2 separate regions of the Mus musculus genome follow, and region 2 is linked to region 1. A link is a contact called in public promoter capture Hi-C data. All regions are on one chromosome and are shown on one strand. The core of a region is the stretch at or near the end of the contact, and the rest is flanking DNA. Distances in the headings are between cores, read along the strand shown. Region 1 holds the start of Trdn (triadin). Region 2 has its middle 15 kb from the start of Sult3a2.

Region 1 (4,628 bases), core at 822-3,321:
GAGTTTGAAACTAGTTTTTTTTCCCCTTTTCAAATTTTATTAAGGTCTTTGCTCTTGAAAGTGTTTGTAGGTTGTATAGCAAAATTATTTCTTCAGTTAACTATGGCCAAGGATCATGAAGTGTTATGCTTTTTAGAAACTATAGCATTGTGTTGGTAACAAATGGACATATTATTTGGGGTATCATAGCTATGTTTCTACTGTTCTGAGGAGGTATCATGATTAAGACAATATATGAAAAATCTTTAATTGAGGGCTTGCTTATGGTTCTAAGGAATGAATAGAGTCTATGACTATCATGGTGGGGAACAGTGAGTAGATTAGTGTTTTGTGAGATCAGTAGCTGAGGAATTAGCTATTGAGATTACACCATGTGGCAGAAAGAGAGAGGGAAAAAGAGCTATCTGGGAACAGGTGGTCTTTTGAGAGCCTGTCCATGGTGACATGCCTCCTCCCACAAGGCCACACATTCAAATACATCCCAAATAGTTCCATCAACTAGGAGCAAAGCATTCAAATACATAGCCTTTGGGAGCTATTGTTATCAAATAACCACAGGAGAGAACCACAGTGAGGTGAACTCTGCTTTCAGGGAACACTTCTAGATTAACCCAGTATTCCAAAGGCATCATTTTGCCTTTTGGATGGTCTTTATTTGCAGTGATTCCTTTAATTTGGAATCAGTACTGCCTGCAAGAGGACATTAGCTCTCAGGTAATGTATGAGCACTGTAATCAATGTTAATCATCTCAGTCCAGTCCCAGCTGCTAGTTGTGGGCTCTGTATAACATTAAGAGTCTACCTGGAATCTTTTCCTCCCGTCTGAACTAAGAGTTCTGACTTGTTTATTCAGCTGATTTCTATGCAATTTCTGTTGTGCCATGAAATTGAGGCAGCCAATGAAGACAGCTGGTGACATGTAGGATGTCATTGTCTATGCAAATAGCTGTCACATCATTCTTCTGAGCCTCATTTTAAAACAGAAGATAGAGCTGTGCTTTGTAAACTAAGAATTGCCTACAGATTCAAGAGATTCTGTCAGCCAATGGCAGTGAGTTAAGGCAAAGAGACAAAACTGCAAGCTTTTATTAAGTTGAATGTGAGATGAAAATAAAAGATAAGGAAAGCCAGCCCTTGATAATTCTCAGATTGGTTAAAGTTTATGATCATCAATGCCCTTTGATTCTCCTTCCCCTTCCAACCACCAACTACTGAATATTTCTCTTCTCATTAACACCTGTCTAGAAGTGGGAAGGTGAAATGCTAATCAGGCAATTTAGCTAATTGTTAGCTGCTGCTAGGATTTTTTTTTCTTCCTTTCTTTCAAGTTCGGAAAGGGAAATGGTGAAATCCATTTCTAAAATGTGAACAGTGGATTTCTAAACTTTATTTCACCTTCTCTTTCTTTCACTGCTGAAATGAATTCAGATATTTTGTTTTTAATAAGGTGTTGGAATAAAACCCTGAGACGGCATACTTCTCAGAGATTGATTTTTATTGTCACATTACATGCTTCTTATTGACTAATATTTAAAAATATTAATTTTTTACAACATGACTAGCTTAAAAGAATGGCCAGGAGTTACAAATTTCAGTTCTGAGTGTAGCCCTATATAAGTGCACTTGACTAGAGGATTTGGGACAACAACAAACCAACACAGAAAAATTACTAACAACTGCCCTCCCCTCTGCCTGTGGTAGACATTACATGATCCTCCCCTAGCCAAATAAGGGAGAGAGGAATGTTCTGAGTATTAGAGGCACTAAGAATAAATCTGAGCTATCTAGGGTAAGATTACTTTCAACTCTTTATTTTATGTTTTCTGACACCAATCCCCAATCTGTAATTATATCAGAGACACTGCGGGGGCTTAGACAGCACTTTCTAGATACTCTGGCTTTGTTTTCCTCTTTTATTTATTTGCTTTTATTTATTTACTTACTTATATTTGCCTGTATCTTTAGGGCTTGAGAGTTGGTGTGTGTGTGTGTGTGTGTGTGTGTGTTCCTCCAGAGTGCCAAAAAAAAAAAAAAAAGTGCTGAAGAGTCCAAGGCAGATGAGGCTATTTTTGTTTGAAGCTGATACTTTTAGCTGAGCCACAAGTACTGCTTGGAAAGGGCTTAGGTTGTTTCCAGGGGGAGAACTCTGCAGAGAAGAGGCAAAGTTCAACAAGACAACAAAAATCAGCCAGAAAATCCAGGAAAAGGAAGAGCCCTTGTCATACCCCTCTACCAGAGTTCTCTAATCCTACCTTATTCTGCAAAGTGCCACTTGACTGGAACTCTTCACCTGCTTGATTTCTGCACCCACCATGACTGAGATCACTGCTGAAGGTACTGTTGCCTGGGGACATTATGTAAATCAACAGCCTCAGGGACGCTATAGGCTTCAGCTGGCTTCTAGTTAATTAGTTCTGTGAGTCTACACAGGATCTGCAAAATGAAATTGGAAGCTGAGCGGTTGCCAGATTTGTGTGTTTGAGGGAGCAAGGGGAGATTTATCGGGAATTTTACGTGTGGAAAGTATTTTCTGCTATGCTAGAGGCCCCACTACCCTCTCCGTTATCACCTCACCTCTATAAATAGCTGAGGACATGGTGGCAAAAAATTTAAGACAAAAATTATAAGACATGTGAGGATGGAGATGGAAAAAAATCAGAATATTATGTGTGATGTGTCAGTTTAGAAATATGATCTGGAGCATCTTTTCTTTATAGTATTTAAAATTTGAATTCTTAAATGTCTTCTCTTTCCAGCTAGGGTGCACAGCTTGCTTATATGCATCGCAGATAGAAGTGCCCTGAAGAATCATAGTCATTTTACCATTGACAAATGCTCAAAGACAAAGTTAGAAATTTCAGAAAGTCAGAGAAGTCTAACTTTTAAAAATAAAGCATTTAACTCTTAGAAATCTAGTTATTTTGTAAACTCATTTCTTGTTTCTCTATAAGTAGTGTGTTTTATATTTATATTAACATATTTTCTATTTATACACTTATAATAAATCTACAAACACTCACACCCGTCTTACTAATGAAGTAATTCTTTAAAAATAATACAGTCTGGCTTTAGTTGAGGTAAAACTATGGAAGATACGCTTAACATTCTCTCTGACAGCAATAAGTACATAAGGCAGGTGGTACTTTTGACAGTTTCCAAGTTAAATGTCATTTTGTTTTTAACGAGACTGTAAAATAGAAATCTATTTGTTTTATCTTTTGTGTGGGTAGAAATCTATGTAAAGAAAATAATTTTCCCTGAAGATTTAGGCAATATCTGTGAGGAAAAAAAATGCCTTGCTTGTATTAGTTACAGAGATAGCCTGTCACCACAAATTAATAACAATATTACTGAGAGATTTCCATTTATTAGGTATTTTGTTTAGAAACTTATGCACATTTCGTTTGTGAGACCTCACACCATTCCACTAAGTAGCAATTTGATGTCTATTTCACACACAAAAAACCCTGTTACTCAGATATTCCATGACTTCCCATTACCAAATTGTAGTCAAGATTGGGTATCAGCTCCTTGAAGCCAGCCTGTGTTTTCTCTTTTCCATTAGAGGATATAAAATTTACTGTTTGCCAGTTTTAGTTCAGAATTTGCTAACTGAATGTAAATAATATTATAATTTTTTTTTCTATACTTTGGACATTCTGTGTCATGTCGCCCTTATGTTGGCCTTGAAAAGATCTGTCTATAAAAGTGTTCTGCTTATTCCTGTACAAGGTATTAAGAAACCTCTGGGCATTCCTGTCAGCCTGTGCTTGGAACCTAGGCTGCCACTAATTTCAGACATTGCTGGCCAATCGTGCTCCTTGATTACAGTGCATGTCCTACATGCATTTGCACTTGATCCATAGCACGTTTTATTAAAGGACTGTTGTTTTGAAATAGAATTATTTGTACCCATAGGGAGTTGAAGATGTTGTGAAGCCTCTGTGGTAGGGCCCATAAAACAGCAACTGAGAAAATCTGAGTTGACTACGTGAGCACAGCATATAATTTTCTGGATAATCATCATTTCCCATAGTCTGGTCTTCGGAGTAGGTAGGGTCTCTACCATGTGATCATGAGTGTTGTACTTATTCCTTCTTTGCAATGATCTGTTTATTTGTCAGGAGAAACTTAGATTGCCAGCTCAATGAATTTGTGTTATCTGTGGTTATTACCATAGTCAGTCTCCTCAGTTTTCCAAAGGATTTGACACTTTTTCTTTACCTTGTGATTCCCACTCTTTGTTTCTCATCTATAACAACCTTTCTTCATTCTTTCTTGTTTGCCTTTCATTAAAGAGATGTTTTGTAAAGGTCTTGTTTCTCATTGTTCTTTCAGCCTTCAGTTGTCTTTTCTTTCTTCTGCTGTATTTCACTTACCACCACTTTTGTGCAAATCCCTGAAGTATAAACACTGCAGGAGTAGCCTCATAGCATTTATCTATCTCATCTTTTACTCACTGAATATGAAAAGCAAACATTTTGAAGATTTAGACCAAGGAAGAACAAGGGTGATTCATTGGATGCCTGGTATCATAATAACTCTAAGTCTTTGGCCATTGCTAATTTTGGAAGTTCACAGGTTGACACCTTGGCTTATTTACTTCTAATACATGCCACAACTACCAA
Region 2 (4,628 bases), core at 1,373-3,872, 710 kb after region 1:
TAACCTGACAAAGTGTCTGTTCCTTGTTTAAAACAGCAATTAAATTGGCTATTACAGAATATTAATGGTTGGTCATACCATCATTTTAAATAATAATAGATAAGTTAAAAATTGTTTTTATTCATGCTTTTGTATCTTCTATAAATTCATGGATGCATGTAGTTACTGTGTTTAAAAACAACCCCTCTATGGGAAATAAGTAGATGCGAATTAGATCACACATTTATTCTTTTGAACTTCCCTCTGTTTCAGCACAGATAATTAAGTTGTGTGCTGTGGATGGTGTTTTAAAATGCTAAAAAATCAAACCTTAATTTGTATATTAATAGTCAATATTATATTTCAGAGCTCACAATTGCTTAAGATTGTTCATCCCTCAGATGCTATTAATTCTCAAATTTGCAATTGCTTTTGCATATACAACTCATAAGTAAAAATGCTGGATTTATATCTCAGACAGTCTATAGATCTACATATAAGATGGATTGGATATATAATCTCATTCTTTATACATTCAAAAGTTATGGTTTAAGATAATATTTTGGTATTCTTGGAAAATGTGCATGTCAAATTGTAAAAGAAAAATTCTTTTGCTCTTAGTGTCCTCAGTTACTACTTGTTTCCACAAAATAGTGTTAATTCTTGAGGACTTATACTTAATAAATTGCTGCAAATAAATGCTCTTATTTCTGAGTTAATAAATAAATAAATTATACACATGTGACTATTAATAACTTTTCAAGCTTTCTAGTTACAACTGCTCTTCAAGAGAAACAATTGAAAGTGCAATTAGTCACTGCCCATGTTACATTAATACTGACGATAACAGTCAAGTATTTGAGATGTTTTGTCAACAAATTATTAATTCTCAAGGACAAGGTATTGCGGAACTTTAAAACTTTAGCTTCTTAAAAGACAAAGAAGGGGGAAATTATATCCCCATGCATATTATTTAATGTATTCCCCTGCACATTATTTAAATCATACTTTTATTTTAGAATTTTGAAATTTGGATGTCGAAGAACTTAATAAGTGCCTTATAGTATCTTAAAAGGATCTACTTATTGGCATGTGGCTTGATCCTTATAAGGAAAGGTAAAAGCATAGGTTTTCTTCACAGAATGCTGCAAGAAGCATGATGGCTAATTTGCGTGACAAGCTGACAGGTAAGTTCGCTCAGTGCCCTGACCTTAGTGACAAGGAAGCTGAATTGGGTAAATGTTTTCGACCCATCCTTGCTTGCGATTTTTCCAGTTTGGACAAGCAAAGCTGCCTTGCTTCAAGCTTTTTAACTTTATGGTAAAAAGAACATCAGAAACTGTGTAATCGGACTTAGAAAGATTAGTCATATAAAAAGAGTTATGGTGATTCTTCTCTTTCCTTCAATGTGACTGGTTATTCTGACTCGTTCTTGAACTGGTCTAGTAATAATTCCAGTATTAGAGAATTCCAGGGAAGATAGCAAAATATTCTTAATTACTTAACAAAGTTAAATTGGACCACAACCTCCTCTCCCAGAAAGATTGCAGACTTTCTACAATTCTCAAGGCCAGCTTCCCCACACTGGGAGCTCTAAGTCAAAGCTTGATCGTTGCTAATTTGCAATTGAATGGAGTACCTGGACTCCCCCCCCCCAAAAAAAAGCTTTCGTACTGTTGCCTTTCATTGTCTCAGCTTTGTTTTTCAAGCAGATCAGTCAATGCCCTTCAGCTTGACTGCAGCAGGTGTGCATCCCTGCCTCCAACTCCAACTGTGCAGGTGGCAGTTATTAATCTTCATTCAAGAAGCATTCTAGTACATATTGTGGCTTTTGGTCTGGTTTGGGAATAAAGTTTGCTATGAAGGCCAGACAGTCTAAGACAGACAACCAGATCTCGGAATCATATCAATCTAGACAGAGGTACATGCCAAGAGGCCGTGGTTTATTAATAATACACCACAGAGGCATGTAAAAGATTGGAGGCAAAGGTTAATGTCTTAAAAGTAGTAGTCTTAACAATAGGGCAGGACATAGCATTAAGGCTAGAAAGGCAGAAATTTCAGATATTAGCAATAGTCACTTGGACACTTGGAACATTGATGAATTGGCCAGAGATTTAAAAAACAACCTAAGTGCATTAAATCCCCTGGATTGGGTTCAATATATATTCCTACTTGCTATTATTATTGGCATTATTTTATTAGTAAATCGTTGTTTCCACTCATCTTTAGAGCACTCCTGAGATCTGTAGCTATGTTGAGACAGGACATTCCGGAACTTCGGCAGAAATATAAGAAAGAGAGAGAATGCTATGCACATGCCAGTGAAGTTTGCTTGGCAGGCCAAGAAGCCTGGGAGCACTCACGAGGCAAAGAGTTTCACGGAAACTCACATCCTGGAACTTTGGCATTCTCATAACCCAGATATTCTTACTGTATTCCCGTGTTAGTCTGGTGTATGGATCCACATGCTCTCTTTTAGTATTATCTTATTATAAGTGCCTTTTAAGATTGAATTCTGATATAGCTAGCCTTCACCAGTGTTCCTACGTCCTAGAAAGACCTTGAAGCCAACAACTTGGAATTCAGTAGGAATTCAGTAAGGAAGTTACCTATTCAGTAATTAATTAAGCATTACAAAAGATGGAGCCAACAGTTCAGGCCTGGTCTCCAGAGTTCACTAAAGACAGTAGGCAGTCTTAACCAAACAAGGGTTTACCATGAGAAAAGTTAGAGAATCCCACTGAGACAGGTTTCTTCACTAGGCCCAAAGAAATCAGGCAGAATTATAGAGCATAAATAAATTTTATGCCTCAGTCCAGCTTTTATTTTAATATTAATAACAGGGAGAAAATTGTAACCTCCCCCCCTAGCCTGAAGTAGGCTGAACCAGACCTTGACTTTGCTGCCACTAGGGAGATTACCTAGGGTGGAGCCTGCCTCCCTAGATCACTATTGTTCAGCCACTGTCGCTGCTACCTGCTGGGAAGTTGGCCTAGCTATTCCAGAGACTACACATGATCACCTACAGCTGGGCTCCAAGGATGAATTCGCGGGAATGGGCCTACCCCCTCCTTTATAAAGCATGTCTGCCATTAAACATTAGAACCTTGAGCAGACTAGTTGTCTTGGTTCCACTATTTCTCAACTCGCCTAGTTCCCCTCTTCTCTTTCAGCTCCAGGCTGCCTCCCAGGCTTGAACCCGGACATGAGAGCCACAGGCGGGCCCCAACAACTACTTACTTAAATACAACAAGAAATAAGGAGAAATCATCCATTGTATATAATATGTATCAGATCTAATAATGTCTATTAGGCCCTCTAGCATAGATAATGATAAGTCTGATCAGCTACTAGCATTAAATGTACTGGAAGCTTCTCAATTTCATGAATAGCACCATGTTAACAGCAAAGGTTTAAAAAGGGATTTTTCTATCACTTGCAAACAAGTCAAGGAAACTATAAGATTTTCTAGTAGTCCTCTGTATAACCAAACCCCATTTTACCTGTAGAAAGTAACCCAAAAAGTACCCAAAGAAATGAAATTTGACAAAAGCATATATTTCATTTTGCAGAGTTTGGAAAATTAAAATATGTGCCCTATACCATGGATATGTATTCAGGATTTCAATGATCAAATGTTTAACGTTCTGAAAAGATTGAGTCTGTAACTACAAGTTTATTAGAAGTTATTCTTATTATGAAACACCTGTACAAATTAATACTGACAATGCCCTAGCATGTGTCTCTAGTAAATTGAAATTCTGTTGGGTTTTTCTCGTATTACAACATTTAGCTACAGAATCATTTACTGATCATCAGCTACTGATAATGGAAATGCCACTAAAGGAAAGGGCCAGCCTATAGACTGGAAGATGGAATGGCCATTACTGAAGAAGGACTCACAAAATCACTGAAGCACTATTAGGTATACGACAAACACCTAGGAAAGCAAAAGGAAATATCTGCTCTAATTCATGGTGTATGTCCAATTATATAGCTATATAATTATCAAAATGGAAAGCCACTAGATGGCATATAAATGGCAAAGATATATGGTCATGGGAAGCAAGAATAGAAATGGGAAAACCTAGCAAAAGTTAGCAAAGACATAAAATTTTATCACTAATACAAGAAAGTTAGAAGAAATGTCCGAAAATAATGAAATAGTAGACAAGTTGGCATCATATTTAACTTAACTATACTAGAGTATTAAAATTTGCCATGAAACAATTTCAGAACAGATAGGAAAGAATGATAGATTAAACAACCAAAGAACTTGAAACTTTACCCTAACAACAAAAAGTAAGAGGAAATATGGAACCAAATAAAACTGGGATAACTGTTATAAGGAATCTATAGCCAGATGAAGGTTCACACTTTTAATCCCAGCACTTGGTAGGCAGAAGCAAGCACCTAAGAATTACAGTGATTACCACCAAACCCAGACACTATTACAGATGCCAACTAGAGCTTTCTGACAGAAGCTTGATATAGCTGTCTTCTGAGAGGCTCTGCCAGTACCTAACTAATACAGAAATGGATGCTCACAGACATCCATTAGACCGAGCACAGGGTCCCCAATGAGGGATCTAGAGAAAGTACCTTAGGAGCTGAAGGGGTTTGCAGTCCCATAGAAGGAACAACAA

The links. Promoter capture Hi-C pulls out the DNA fragments that hold promoters and counts their contacts.
Region 2: a promoter capture Hi-C map of embryonic stem cells shows a contact between it and region 1, with 2.1 times the contacts expected there. The contact joins the enhancer-like site here to the promoter of Trdn in region 1. A contact is called at or near these places in 5 of 39 promoter capture datasets (cranial neural crest, embryonic stem cells, hippocampal neurons and 2 more).

The regions. Positions count from the first base shown.
Region 1 is chr10:33,081,412-33,086,039 of GRCm38.p6, forward strand. It overlaps Trdn (triadin), which reads left to right and starts at 2,072. Exons shown (of 38, transcript NM_029726.2): 1 at 2,072-2,334. The coding sequence starts at 2,313.
Region 2 is chr10:33,794,804-33,799,431 of GRCm38.p6, forward strand. No RefSeq gene overlaps it. Among named protein-coding and RNA genes, the nearest start is that of Sult3a2, 15 kb to the left of the region's middle. Within about 2 kb of position 2,623, at least 6 of the 459 cell types and tissues checked have an H3K27ac peak or open chromatin away from gene starts, as enhancers often do. A contact at or near this core is called in embryonic stem cells, where this site is marked.